4 separate regions of the Mus musculus genome follow, and all the other regions are linked to region 1. The links are chromatin contacts, called in public ChIA-PET maps. All regions are on one chromosome and are shown on one strand. Each heading gives the region's core, a stretch centred on a gene start, on an enhancer-like site or on the middle of the called end of the contact. The rest is flanking DNA. Distances are from core to core; before and after follow the strand shown.

Region 1 (2,700 bases), core at 7-2,506:
TGTCATTCAGCCTCACAGTCAAGTGCATCTTATGCTAGGAGCAGGCTGTTCCCTAGCATCATAAAACCCGATGTTCTTGACAAACACTGGTTCTCAAAAGCCACCAGGCTCCTGGCCTGCCCTAAGACTGGACCCAACAGTTGTGTGACACTGGCCTCATAGAGGGTCTCTGCATGCAATTAGCTCCAGACTCCACTCTTTGTCTGTATGGAGTTTTATTTCCCTTTTTTTCCCCGTCTGTTAATTCATTTCATGAGCAAAACTGAGACAACTGCAAAAGTTTAAAAGAGAAAGTGTCATAAAATCGAGGCCATTTGACCTTGACAAGCTCATCTGAAGCACATTTGAAGGCTTGAATAGCGCCCTCCCCTACACACACGAAAGAAGCATTCATATTCTCTCGAACAGATTGGAACGTCCATTTCTTCCTAGGAAGCATGGAAAACCAAGCCATGCAAAGTCAGATTTAGGATAGAAAAGAATCTAGTACCGTCTCAGACTACGGGGGTCCACGAGGCTCGGCGAGGGGGGAGGGGAGGCCGCCGGCAAGTGGCAATTGTTCGGAAAAACAATACAGCATTCCTGCTAGTTGGCTTTACAGCCATTTTCCCCAGAGCAGTTACTCGAGGCATGACTAACGGTAGGGCTAGAACCCCTCACAATCTCTCGTTCCCCGGAGGGAACCGTGTAGGATGGATAAGGGCAGTGCCTATTAGCCTCCGCTGGCCAGTCAACATGGCCACCTTCACATGGCAGAGGGCCACCCGGCGCTGGTGCACGAGGTGGCGAATGGAGGGTGGTGGTGGCAGGAAAGACCCTCGGCGAGAGCCACAGCACAAAACGGCCGCCACCGCCACGGCCGCCGCTGGGAGGCGCGCGCGCCGGCAGACCTCCGTGGGCAACGGTCGGAGGGATGTACCATACCCTCGTACAGGGGAGGCCGTCCTTCAAATCCAAATCCTCTCTTCTCCAGCAATCAACGTGGGGATGGGCGTAAACCCCAAGTCTACTCACTTACATCTCCATTTAACCCACGCCATCAAGATGACTAACTACTGGCAGGAGGCCCGGTTAGCTCTGCTCGCCCCCCCCATCGGTAGAATGGTTCAGCCGGAGCTCGGCTCGGCGGACCTCCCTGCCAACCCCCATCCGCCCGCCCGCGGCGCATTGGCGCGCGACGCCGAGGGGCGGAGCCCGAGCCGGGCGCGCGCGACCCCCTGCTCTATAAATACTGGGCCGCTTCGCCCGCCGCTCCGTTCGCTCCGAGTCTCCAGCCTGCCGAGAGCTGAAGCGATCCTCCCTCTGTGTCTTCCGCAGCCCTCCGCCTCGCCGCCTCTCAGTCTCCTCAGAGTCGCCCTCTCTCACCGCCGCCGCCATGAACGGGCAGCTCAACGGCTTCCACGAGGCGTTCATTGAGGAGGGGACGTTCCTCTTCACTTCCGAGTCTGTAGGGGAAGGTCACCCAGGTGAGCCGACGGGGACTCGGAGGAGGGAAGGGCGGAGGGCAGTGGCGCTGGGGGTGGTCGAGGCCGTCTCCGGCGGCGGTGGGCATGGCAGCGGCCGCGCGCTTCCCTCGTGGCGCCGCGAGTTTGCAATGTGCGGCCCCGCTCCCCTCCCCCTTTCTCCGCTCCTCATCCGGCGGCGCGCCCCGGCATGCGGAAGGTTCCAGAAATCGAGAAGGGCGGGGGCTCGAGGCAGTTTTGAGATCGGCGCGGGGAGGGCACTGCTTCCTCCTCTTTAGTCCCGTCGCCTGGAAAAACCTCAAGTGGGCGACCCCGCCCCGCGTGCTCGCGTCCGGCCGCCGGGAGCGCGCGCCCCGCATTGCAGCGGCTACCACGTGTTCGCCGCATGTGGAATTGGGGCGAAGCGGAGCTGGCGGCCTCTACCCACCCGACCCCTAGTTTGGAAGTGGGGGCTGGTGTCTCCGAAGGTCCCATCTCTAATATCCCTGACTTCCGGCCCCTGGAAAACGCTTAAGAGCATGGGTAGACATGCCCTTTAGCCTTCAAGGTGACAGACTGCCACTGACTAAATATAGCGCGAATTAGAGAAGGCATCCCTTATTTAGAGTGTGCTTGAAAAGGATGAAGTGCATGAATTAAGTGTATACTCCCATCGCGTTAGGTTTCGTTTTAAAGTCTTCCCTTTGGTCTTTTTCCTACAACTAAAGGAGGATTTATTTCATGTTTCCTTAAGGCTTTGTCCACTGAACCGCCATGATGAGATCGGTTATAATGAATCTATTATATGGACTTTGGGTTTCAGATGGAACATAACCATTTAGTAAATACTAATATTCAGTTTGAGCTGTTTCCGTTCGCAGGGGGTCCACAGCAATATTATTACATGGCTTGTGAGGAGCATCTTGATGAGTGATGGTTGAAAGACAAGTGTTGCTGTGGCTCCTCCCACACTCCCCTCAAGGAAAGGAGTATCTCCATATCTATTGAATCACTCCTTAGTACAGCCATTAGATTCCATCTTAAGGTTCTGTGGCTGCAATACACATTTTGGGGTAGTAACAAAAATCAAGGAACATAGAGCCAAGCACAGTGGTACACTAACTACTACAATCCCAGCGTTTAAAGTATGGAAGCAGTTTAGTTTGTCAGCCTGGGCCACGTGTAAGACCCTGTCTCAATACCACAAACATTCCAGACCAGGATACTGCCATTTTCTAAATTGATGAATCAAGGAGAA
Region 2 (2,700 bases), core at 156-2,655, 530 kb after region 1:
ATTCACAATTGCCAAAAATTGGAAATAGCCCAAATGTCCATCAGCAGATGAGCTGATGAATCGGCATGTACGCGCGCGCGCACACACACACACATCTATCTATCTATCTATCTATCTATCTATCTATATCATGTTCTATTTACTTAACCCTAAAAAGGAAGGAAGTTCTGATCTATTTATCTATCTATCTATCTATCTATCTATCTATATCATGTTCTATTTACTTAACCCTAAAAAGGAAGGAAGTTCTGATCTATTTATCTATAATTTTGAGGACAGTATGCTAAATGCATTGGCCAGTTACAAGAAGTCGGGGCTGACTGACTCCTTTTACTTGAATAGGGGCCTGAACAGTCAGAATAACTGAAATAGAAAGTAGACAGGTGGTTACCATGCGGCAGGGGCAGGGAAATGAAGACTGACTGATTACATATGGAGATTGCAATGGCAAGATGTGTCCTAGAGGGGGTAGTGCTGATGTTACCAGTGTGGTCTACCTTTTTGTTTGTTTGTTTTTTTATTTTTCGAGACGGGTTTTCTGTGTCCACGAAGCTCTGGAACTGACTCTGTAAGACCAGATTGGCCTCGAACCCACAGAGATCCTCCTGCCTCTGTCTCCTGAATGCTGGGAGGGTTTGTTTTGTTTTGTTTGTTTTTTCAAGACAGGGTTTCTCTGTGTAGTCCTGGCTGTCCTGGAACTCACTCTGTAGACCAGGCTGGCCTCGAACTCAGAAATTCGCCTGCCTCTGCCTCCCAAGTGCTGGGATTAAAGGCGTGCGCCACCACTGCCCGGCAATGCTGGGAGTTTTTAATGCATGTTGAGTTATTAATGGGAGTCTAAGAAGCGTGTATGCTATCGTGATCAAAAAGCATTAGAGAAGAGTCCCCAGGACTTCATAGCCAGGGTCTTGATCCAAGATTTAAAAGTTCATCATCGCTTGGACCAGAGGAGACTAATTAGGAAGTTGATAAGCGTGTGATGTAATGTGATTATAAATGACATAAAACTAGTTGATTAATGAGGAAGATGAACAGATGAAAATGCAGCAAGCGCATTCCTTCCCATTACCAGCAAGCAAGCACTAGGCAGCCAGCCCCCCACCCCCCACCCCGACCCCGCCGCCCCCGGACTGGCTCGGCTCAAAGCCTTCTGGGAATCGTAGTTCCCAGCTCCAACTTCCACAACCCTGTTCTACACGCATCCCACTAACTCCTTACTTGAGCTCTTCGGCCGAATACATTCCGAAGGAAATGCCCTGAAGCCGCCTCCATGGTGTGTGCTTGGAGGCCAGCATCTTCCGAGTCAGTTTTGAGGTCCGTCACTACGAGAGAAGTTCCAGTCAGCCGCAGAGAACGCCACTTGAGTCTTGTAGCGCAGAGCCACCATGTGTTTTTCCACTGCGCTTGCGTGCGAGAACCGCGGCTTGGCAAATTGGCTTGGACGAGTTCATTTTTGCTTTCGGGGTGGGTAAGGAGTGGAAGAAAACTGTCTCAAAACCCTCCTTCAGTTTAAAAGCAAAATTACACAGGAGACTTTAGAACAGCATTTCAAGTAAGTTTATTCGAGGTGAACGATGTGTACTGAGCGTTCCGCTGCTAGTCTAGCCAAACAGGACCTTGTGACCACCCGTTTGGAGATGAGACGTTCCACGCCAGCCCCGCCCCTCGACCCTGGAGGCGGAGGTCGTTCCCGACGTGCTCCGCGAAGAGTCCAAAGATGGCGGCGGCGGCGGTTGCAGCTCGCCGCCTGTCCTTTCGCAGCGGGCTTGTCTTGCTGCAGACCACTCGGGGGACGGGTGTGTGTGAACCGAAGGTCTGTTGCAGGTAAGAAGACCCAGAGTCATTTTGGTCTTGCATTTCCCTGAGAGTCGTGAAAGTAGGTAAGATGCAAAGGCATTTGTATGGTCGAGGCCCGGCCCTCTCAAGGGTAACACGAGGTAGCGTCGTATTTAGTGATCTTTAGATCTGCGAGTTCGGGAATTCTTTCGGAAAATTTTTATTGGTTGGTTGCAATACTATGTATAGCCAAAATTACCCTTTAAACTAGGGCCCTGTTCTCGTGAAGTTTACATTTCCGTGAGTGCCGCTACAAGCCCCTACACAAATTTCTTTATCACCCCCCCCCCTTATTCATTTTAACCCTGCAAAAAAGAAAGGGCAAAGTAACAGATCTTTCACAAATAAAGGGCAGGCTAATATTACCAGTATGGACTGAACGTTATGAGAACCTTCAGCTAAGAATAAGCTAAGACTTTAGTAAAAGCAGAAAGCCTTAAAACGTCTGACCCCATTCTTTCCATCTGGTGGTGTTGCAAATACTTATGTAATTTCTTTGTACATCCTTCATGCAGTGGCCTGGTGGAAATAGGAGGTGGTTTTAAGTCAGTTGTAGAGTGGATAATTAGCTCATACGATGTCTTTGGACCAATACAAAAAAATAAATAAAACTGGGTTACAAGTTTACACTACATCTAAATGCCTCTATAAATGTGGCTCAGAATGTGTGCATGCGGGTGGAGCTGAGTCAGCAGAGCTAGCGGTAGGAGCTGAGCTGAGGCCATCAGGGAGCAGTGCTAACAGTGGGATTTTTGTTGTTTTGTTTTTAATGCAGATTTTATGCTGGAACTGAATCCCTCCCAAAGGTTGAAGGATCAGATATAACAGGTATTTTTAAAACTATGGAAATAGAAGTTTTTAAAA
Region 3 (2,700 bases), core at 14-2,513, 900 kb after region 1:
CAGTGCTTCTCAAAGGTCAAGGCACATTCTAACCACTCGGGATAGTCATAATTTAAATCTGATTTAGTAGGTCTGGAATGGGACCCCACAAGTGCTATGTGCTGGGAGCTGGTACTGTTGGTGCGACTACTGGTGGTCAGTAATAAGGCTGGGTGTGTAAAGAATGCACCTTCACGCTGGGCGGTGGTGGCGCATGCCTTTAATCCCAGCACTTGGGAGGCAGAGGCAGGCGGATTTCTGAGTTCGAGGCCAGCCTGGTCTACAAAGAGAGTTCCAGGACAGCCAGGTCTACACAGAGAAACCCTGTCTCGAAAAAAACAAAAACAAAACAAAAAAAAGAATGCACCTTCACTACCACTACTAGCTCAAACTTCACATCCTTCAATGGTCAATTACTGCGGTAGCACTCTTCCTACTTGACATAGGAGAAGTCTCGGACAAGTTTTTCGAGATCAGAGAGCCGAGACGTCTAAAAGTAGGACTCAAACTTAGGCGGCTGATACTTGGTTTCTAAAATAACTCAATTGATAGGCAGATCTAAGGATTCAGAGTAGGATCCGAACTGTTTTCGGTAGCATCCTTATGGGTAGGGCCTGAGAGAACTGAGCTTCTAGAATAAACACAAGTCGGGCTTCCCTGCACACAGAGGAGAGCGAGAAAAGGACCTGCCTGGCAGGTGCCTGGACTTTTTGGGGGCTCCGACCCGGTTCACCGCACACAACCTTCCGGTCTAGGGCAAGTCCTCCGGGTGGTCTGCAGGCCGGCGCGGGGGCGGGGCTTGCGCAGGAGAAAGGTTCCGGGCGGCCCGTACCACCGCGCGCAGGGGAGAGAGTGCTTCCTCGGGGCCCGGCGGCGTGGCGCCTCCAGCGCCTGGGGGCGAGGCCGAGGTGCTCCTAACCAGGCCCTACACACCCGGGTCGGACGCCGAGCGGCCAAGGCGCGCTTCTCCTCACATCCCAATCCTAAACTCTTCCCTCGGCCCCTCGGCAGAGTGGAAGGCCCCGGAAATAGGGGCCAGCCTGAGAGCGCAGCTGGCTGTTCCCACCTCCGCTGCGGAGCTTCCCCGGTCGCTGGCCCTTACCAGCTCTTTGGGAGGCTTCTCCTGGGTTTTTCCAAAGAGTCCCATGATGAACTGAACTCCTCTTACCCCTTCCGACTTTCCGTTCCCTGCGCCCAGGCAGGTCACGGGCAGCCGCCTGGGCGGGGCTGGGAGGAAGGGAATCAGACGCCCAGAGAAGGGCGCGGCGGCAGCAGGGCTAGTACGCACGCGCGCGGCGCAGGCGCAGAGTTAAGTTGGGTGGGGTTCTACAGTGTGGATGACACCATTGCTCATAAGGGAGCTTAAGTGAAGTATAGAAGTAACTCTTAAGATATTTATTGCCTACACCCAAAACCTGTCAGCTAGCCCAGAAATATATATCTCAACGCTGTCACGCATATTTACAACCACTTCCCAGATATTTGTGGATGGGTTTCTCTTTGGGTCCGTAGTCACCTCACAGACTGCAAATCTACACACCTACTCGAAAACTTGACATCGCCTTCTTTCCCCTTTGTAGGAAGTCTTAAAAGTTCTAGCAGTGATCTTATGCTGAAGCTGGAGAAGAAGGGATTGATTCAACAGATTATAACATTTGTTTCGCTTGTAAGATTAAGGTTAAACAGACCTGCACGAGTCAGCTGAAACTAACTTTTAAAGAAGAGATAACAAAAGACTTGCATTCTGCACACATTAAAGAAATGGATTCATAGACAAGGAACTGTGCAAGGAAACTTGGGCCCCTGGAAGAACAGGAAGCCACTTCTACAGCCTCATCTTACCTTTAAAAAACAAACACCGGGGAAATCTTTTTTAAAAAAAACCCTATTTTCTTTACTGAAACTTTAATGATAAACATAAATATTCTCTAATGGAACAGAGGCAACCTGGGTCCATTGTCTATTCCCTCTGGGAAGGAACCAGTTAGTATATCTTACAGTTAAGTCTGCATATGTTCTGGCTTTCATATCATAGCTTTCTATAAATTGTAATATGGCCACTGGCTGGGTGGAGAGGAAATCAGACTCCTAATTTTCTTTATTATTTTTAAAATGTTATTGTTGGAGAATTTCATTCATGAATGTGATATGTTGTCCACATCCATTCCTCTGACTCTTCCCTTGGCCTTTACTGATTTTTGTTTCCTAATCTCTTTTAAAACACAAAGGAACTAAACTGGCATACTTATGGCACCTGCCATCCACTTTGCCCATTTTAATTCACACTTTCACCCGGGTGGGCACCAGGTACGAACATGAAGCGTTCTGTGCCTGGCTGTGCTGCGTCTTCAGGTGGATGCTGAATTCCTTCTGAGCTTTGGCCTTCCTTGTGTTTTGTCAATGGTCCATTGGTTTATTCTGAACTGGTTGGATACCCTGTTATTTTGTTCTCATGCAGAGGGAGGGTTTGTTTACTTTTGTTTGTTTTCAGAGTATTTGTTTATTTGCTACCAAGCCAGCCCTTTCCTCCTACCACTCCAACAACTAATTCTCCTTGCTTTTAGCAAACTTGCCTCTTTTAATTTAGAAAGTCTGATCATAAAGACACTATAGATAAGAGGTATTCTCATATCGGGGTACTCGAACACAACAAAGGGAGGGTCAGAAGAATCTCCCCAGCACAAGCAGTAGCCTCAAAGAGAAGCCCAAGACAACAAGTCC
Region 4 (2,700 bases), core at 80-2,579, 520 kb before region 1:
GGTCCAGAATAACAAGAGAAAGGGGGCCTGAATACCAGTCACTATGCAATAAAAAGCACAAAGCCAGGCATGATAACACAGGCTTTTAGGCCTAACATTCAAGAAACAGGCCAATCTCTATGAGTTCAAATCCAGGCTGATCTACATACTGAGATCCATAAACATATGGCTACATAAACAGGTGACGCCCTTTCTAAAGAAAATAATTTTTTAAAAAGGAGACTAGTACAGAAATCACAGGATTGTGTTACATAAGAAACAACTTTCTTTAAAAGATTTATTTTTATTTTATGTGCATGAGTGTTTTATGCACACCAAACTCATACCTGGTGCCCAAGCAGGCCAGAAGAGGATGCCAAGTCTCCTAAAACTAGAGCTACAGATGCTTGTAAGCCACCGTGTGGGTGAGCCCCACGTGGATGAGACAACTCTCTACAACCCCCACCCCCACTAAACTGTTATTACTTCAAGCAAAGATATTTTGCTCTTTGTCTGTCTATCTGAACCATGAAGTTTGCCGTTCAGGAAATGTTTCTCCTCTTTTTCTTCTATCAGTAGAATATGCTCTATATTCAACACAGGAAAAGGGATGGGAGTGGGGATGGATGGCGTTTCAGCCCTGGGTGATATAATAGAACTCACTGTCCATGGGGGTTGTAGGAGCTGAAGAGGTAACTTTTTCAGGAGTGCAGTATCCCACTCCTGGAATGGGTTAACAAGAAAAAGCAAGGTTTGCAGGCACAGGAGCTTTTTCCCCTCTTTTTCCTTCTAAAAACCACATTGAAGGTTAACTGAAGGAGAAAAACCGCACCCTCCAGTACAGTGTTTCTAAAAGGCCACTGAGAAAAGGAACAGCGGAGCCCTCCCGGGAGTCCTAGCTCCCACCTCCGCCCTTAGACAATGCCTGAAAACAGCTTGTTTTAAGAAGCACCAACCACAAGAAAATAGAAAGAAGGAGACTCTGGAGAGCAAACGCAAGAGACTTGAGGCGACGCGGGTGGGGTGTCTCCCGCGAGCAGGGCTGCAGCAGAGCGCGCGTGCTCGCCCGCACACCCACAACCCTACACCACACATACATTCAACAAAACCCCAAGTCCTTCCCCGCTGCCCCCCCCCCCACGCCCTTCCCGCGGGGTGAGCAGCAGGCTCCTGGGTACTAGGAAAAGGAGATATATCAAGAAAAGAGACCACCGGGAGCTGGTGCCTGCCACCCTCCACGCGGGATCGCAACGGGTTAGGAACGCGGGCCGAGAAGGGCGGAGCCCCAGGCAGCCTGGAGATGCTGAGCGCCCCCCAGCCCCCGCGCGCGCTGGCCACGCCCTCCGCGCGGGCTGGCCACGCCCTCGTTGCGGCGGGCGAGAGGCGGGGCGGGGCGCGGTGTATATAAGACGAGGGGCGGGCGCCGCTCTTTTGTCTCTTGCTGCAGCAACGAGAGTGGGAGCACCTGGAGCGCGAGCTCGGAAGGAGAATCCACGGTAAGGCACAGCGCCGGCCTTGGGGCCTACCCTGGGTGGGGTCGGGCCAGTTTATGGCTGGCGGGCGCGTTCCCCTTCGGTTGCAACAGGCGACCCGGCGGTTTGGAATCTTCTGGGGCTAGCAGGCCACGCCCTGGGGCTTCGGAGGGAGGGTGTGGTGGACGAGTCTAGGATCCTCGGCCTCCGGGCTGCGGGAACGCCCAGGACTGGGAATGCCACGTTGAGAGGCGTTCGCGGAAGGCGCGGGATCCAGGACGCGCTGGTCACCCCCAAGCCCCTGGCCACCCATTATCACCTTGTTTCGCCCATCAGAGTTGTAAGAAAATGGCAGACAAGCCGGACATGGGGGAAATCGCCAGCTTCGATAAGGCCAAGCTGAAGAAAACCGAGACGCAGGAGAAGAACACCCTGCCGACCAAAGAGAGTAAGTGTGCCCCGGGTTCCCACCCCAGCGCTCCTCCCTTCCCTGCTGTGCCAGCCCGGCACCCCCACCCCCATCCGGCCACTATCTTCCCACCCCGAATCTAAGGCCACAGCCACCCTTCCAGTCACACAAAGCACTTTGTCTCTTCCAAACCCCTTCTCTGTCCGCAGGCCTCGTGGGTGCCTCACCCACACCAGGTTTGTGGGTTGGGTATGGGGGGCTGTAAGGTAGCTCCAATGACCACATCCCTCCCTTCGCAGCCATTGAACAGGAAAAGAGGAGTGAAATCTCCTAAAAGCCTAGGAAGATTTCCCCACCCCACCCCACCCCGCCCCATCATCTCCAAGACCCCCTCGTGATGTGGAGGAAGAGCCACCTGCAAGATGGACGCGAGCCACAAGCTGCACTGTGAAACCCGGGCACTCCGAGCCGATGCCACCGGCCCGCGGGTCTCTGAAGGGGACCCCTCCACTAATCGGACTGCCAAATTTCACCGGTTTGCCCTGGGATATTATAGAAAATTATTTGTATGATTGATGAAAATAAAAACACCTCGTGGCATGGTTGGCGTGGTCTGAATTTTTTAGTTGAGTATGCGTGGGCAGAGCGGTCTGGGAGTGAGTTGTGCCGCAGGGAGAGAGGAGGGGACGTGGTAGAATGGGTGAGGAGGATGTATCGTTTTTATTTTTGTTTTACGTGCTTCTCGACATGCGGTTTCCTGGGTTCTCAGTTGCTTCGCCCTTAATGCGATCCATGTCAATTTTAACCCCATTTTGAAAAATGCTGTCCAAAAGATTAAGC

What was found. ChIA-PET counts read pairs in DNA pulled down with a chosen protein or histone mark.
Region 2: an RNA polymerase II ChIA-PET map of memory CD8 T cells shows a contact between it and region 1, with 76 read pairs. The contact joins the promoter of Polr1a here to the promoter of Mat2a in region 1. A contact is called at or near these places in 1 of 39 promoter capture datasets (pre-B cells), 4 of 115 datasets of contacts at active chromatin or transcription factors (embryonic stem cells, extraembryonic endoderm stem cells, memory CD8 T cells and 1 more) and 4 of 9 other capture datasets (adipose tissue, embryonic stem cells, liver and 1 more).
Region 3: an RNA polymerase II ChIA-PET map of memory CD8 T cells shows a contact between it and region 1, with 40 read pairs. The contact joins the promoter of Chmp3 here to the promoter of Mat2a in region 1. A contact is called at or near these places in 2 of 115 datasets of contacts at active chromatin or transcription factors (memory CD8 T cells and pancreatic cancer cells).
Region 4: a contact with region 1 is called in an RNA polymerase II ChIA-PET map of memory CD8 T cells, with 129 read pairs. The contact joins the promoter of Tmsb10 here to the promoter of Mat2a in region 1. A contact is called at or near these places in 4 of 39 promoter capture datasets (the 3T3-L1 cell line, cranial neural crest, hematopoietic stem and progenitor cells and 1 more), 1 of 484 Hi-C or Micro-C datasets (embryonic stem cells) and 4 of 115 datasets of contacts at active chromatin or transcription factors (effector CD8 T cells, embryonic stem cells, memory CD8 T cells and 1 more).

What each region holds. Positions count from the first base shown.
Region 1 is chr6:72,438,112-72,440,811 of GRCm38.p6, reverse strand. Mat2a (methionine adenosyltransferase II, alpha) reads left to right here and starts at 1,256. Exons shown (of 9, transcript NM_145569.5): 1 at 1,256-1,466. The coding sequence starts at 1,376. Particl (promoter of Mat2a antisense radiation induced circulating long non-coding RNA) reads right to left here and starts at 2,129. Exons shown (of 1, transcript NR_046011.1): 1 at 197-2,129.
Region 2 is chr6:71,907,758-71,910,457 of GRCm38.p6, reverse strand. Polr1a (polymerase (RNA) I polypeptide A) reads right to left here and starts at 1,405. Exons shown (of 34, transcript NM_009088.3): 1 at 1,219-1,405. The coding sequence starts at 1,295. Ptcd3 (pentatricopeptide repeat domain 3) reads left to right here and starts at 1,696. Exons shown (of 24, transcript NM_027275.3): 1 at 1,696-1,824; 2 at 2,612-2,664. The coding sequence starts at 1,718.
Region 3 is chr6:71,542,415-71,545,114 of GRCm38.p6, reverse strand. Chmp3 (charged multivesicular body protein 3) reads right to left here and starts at 1,263. Exons shown (of 6, transcript NM_025783.4): 1 at 1,082-1,263. The coding sequence starts at 1,126.
Region 4 is chr6:72,957,112-72,959,811 of GRCm38.p6, reverse strand. Tmsb10 (thymosin, beta 10) reads left to right here and starts at 1,329. Exons shown (of 3, transcript NM_025284.4): 1 at 1,329-1,475; 2 at 1,788-1,899; 3 at 2,160-2,465. The coding sequence starts at 1,800. The coding sequence ends at 2,194.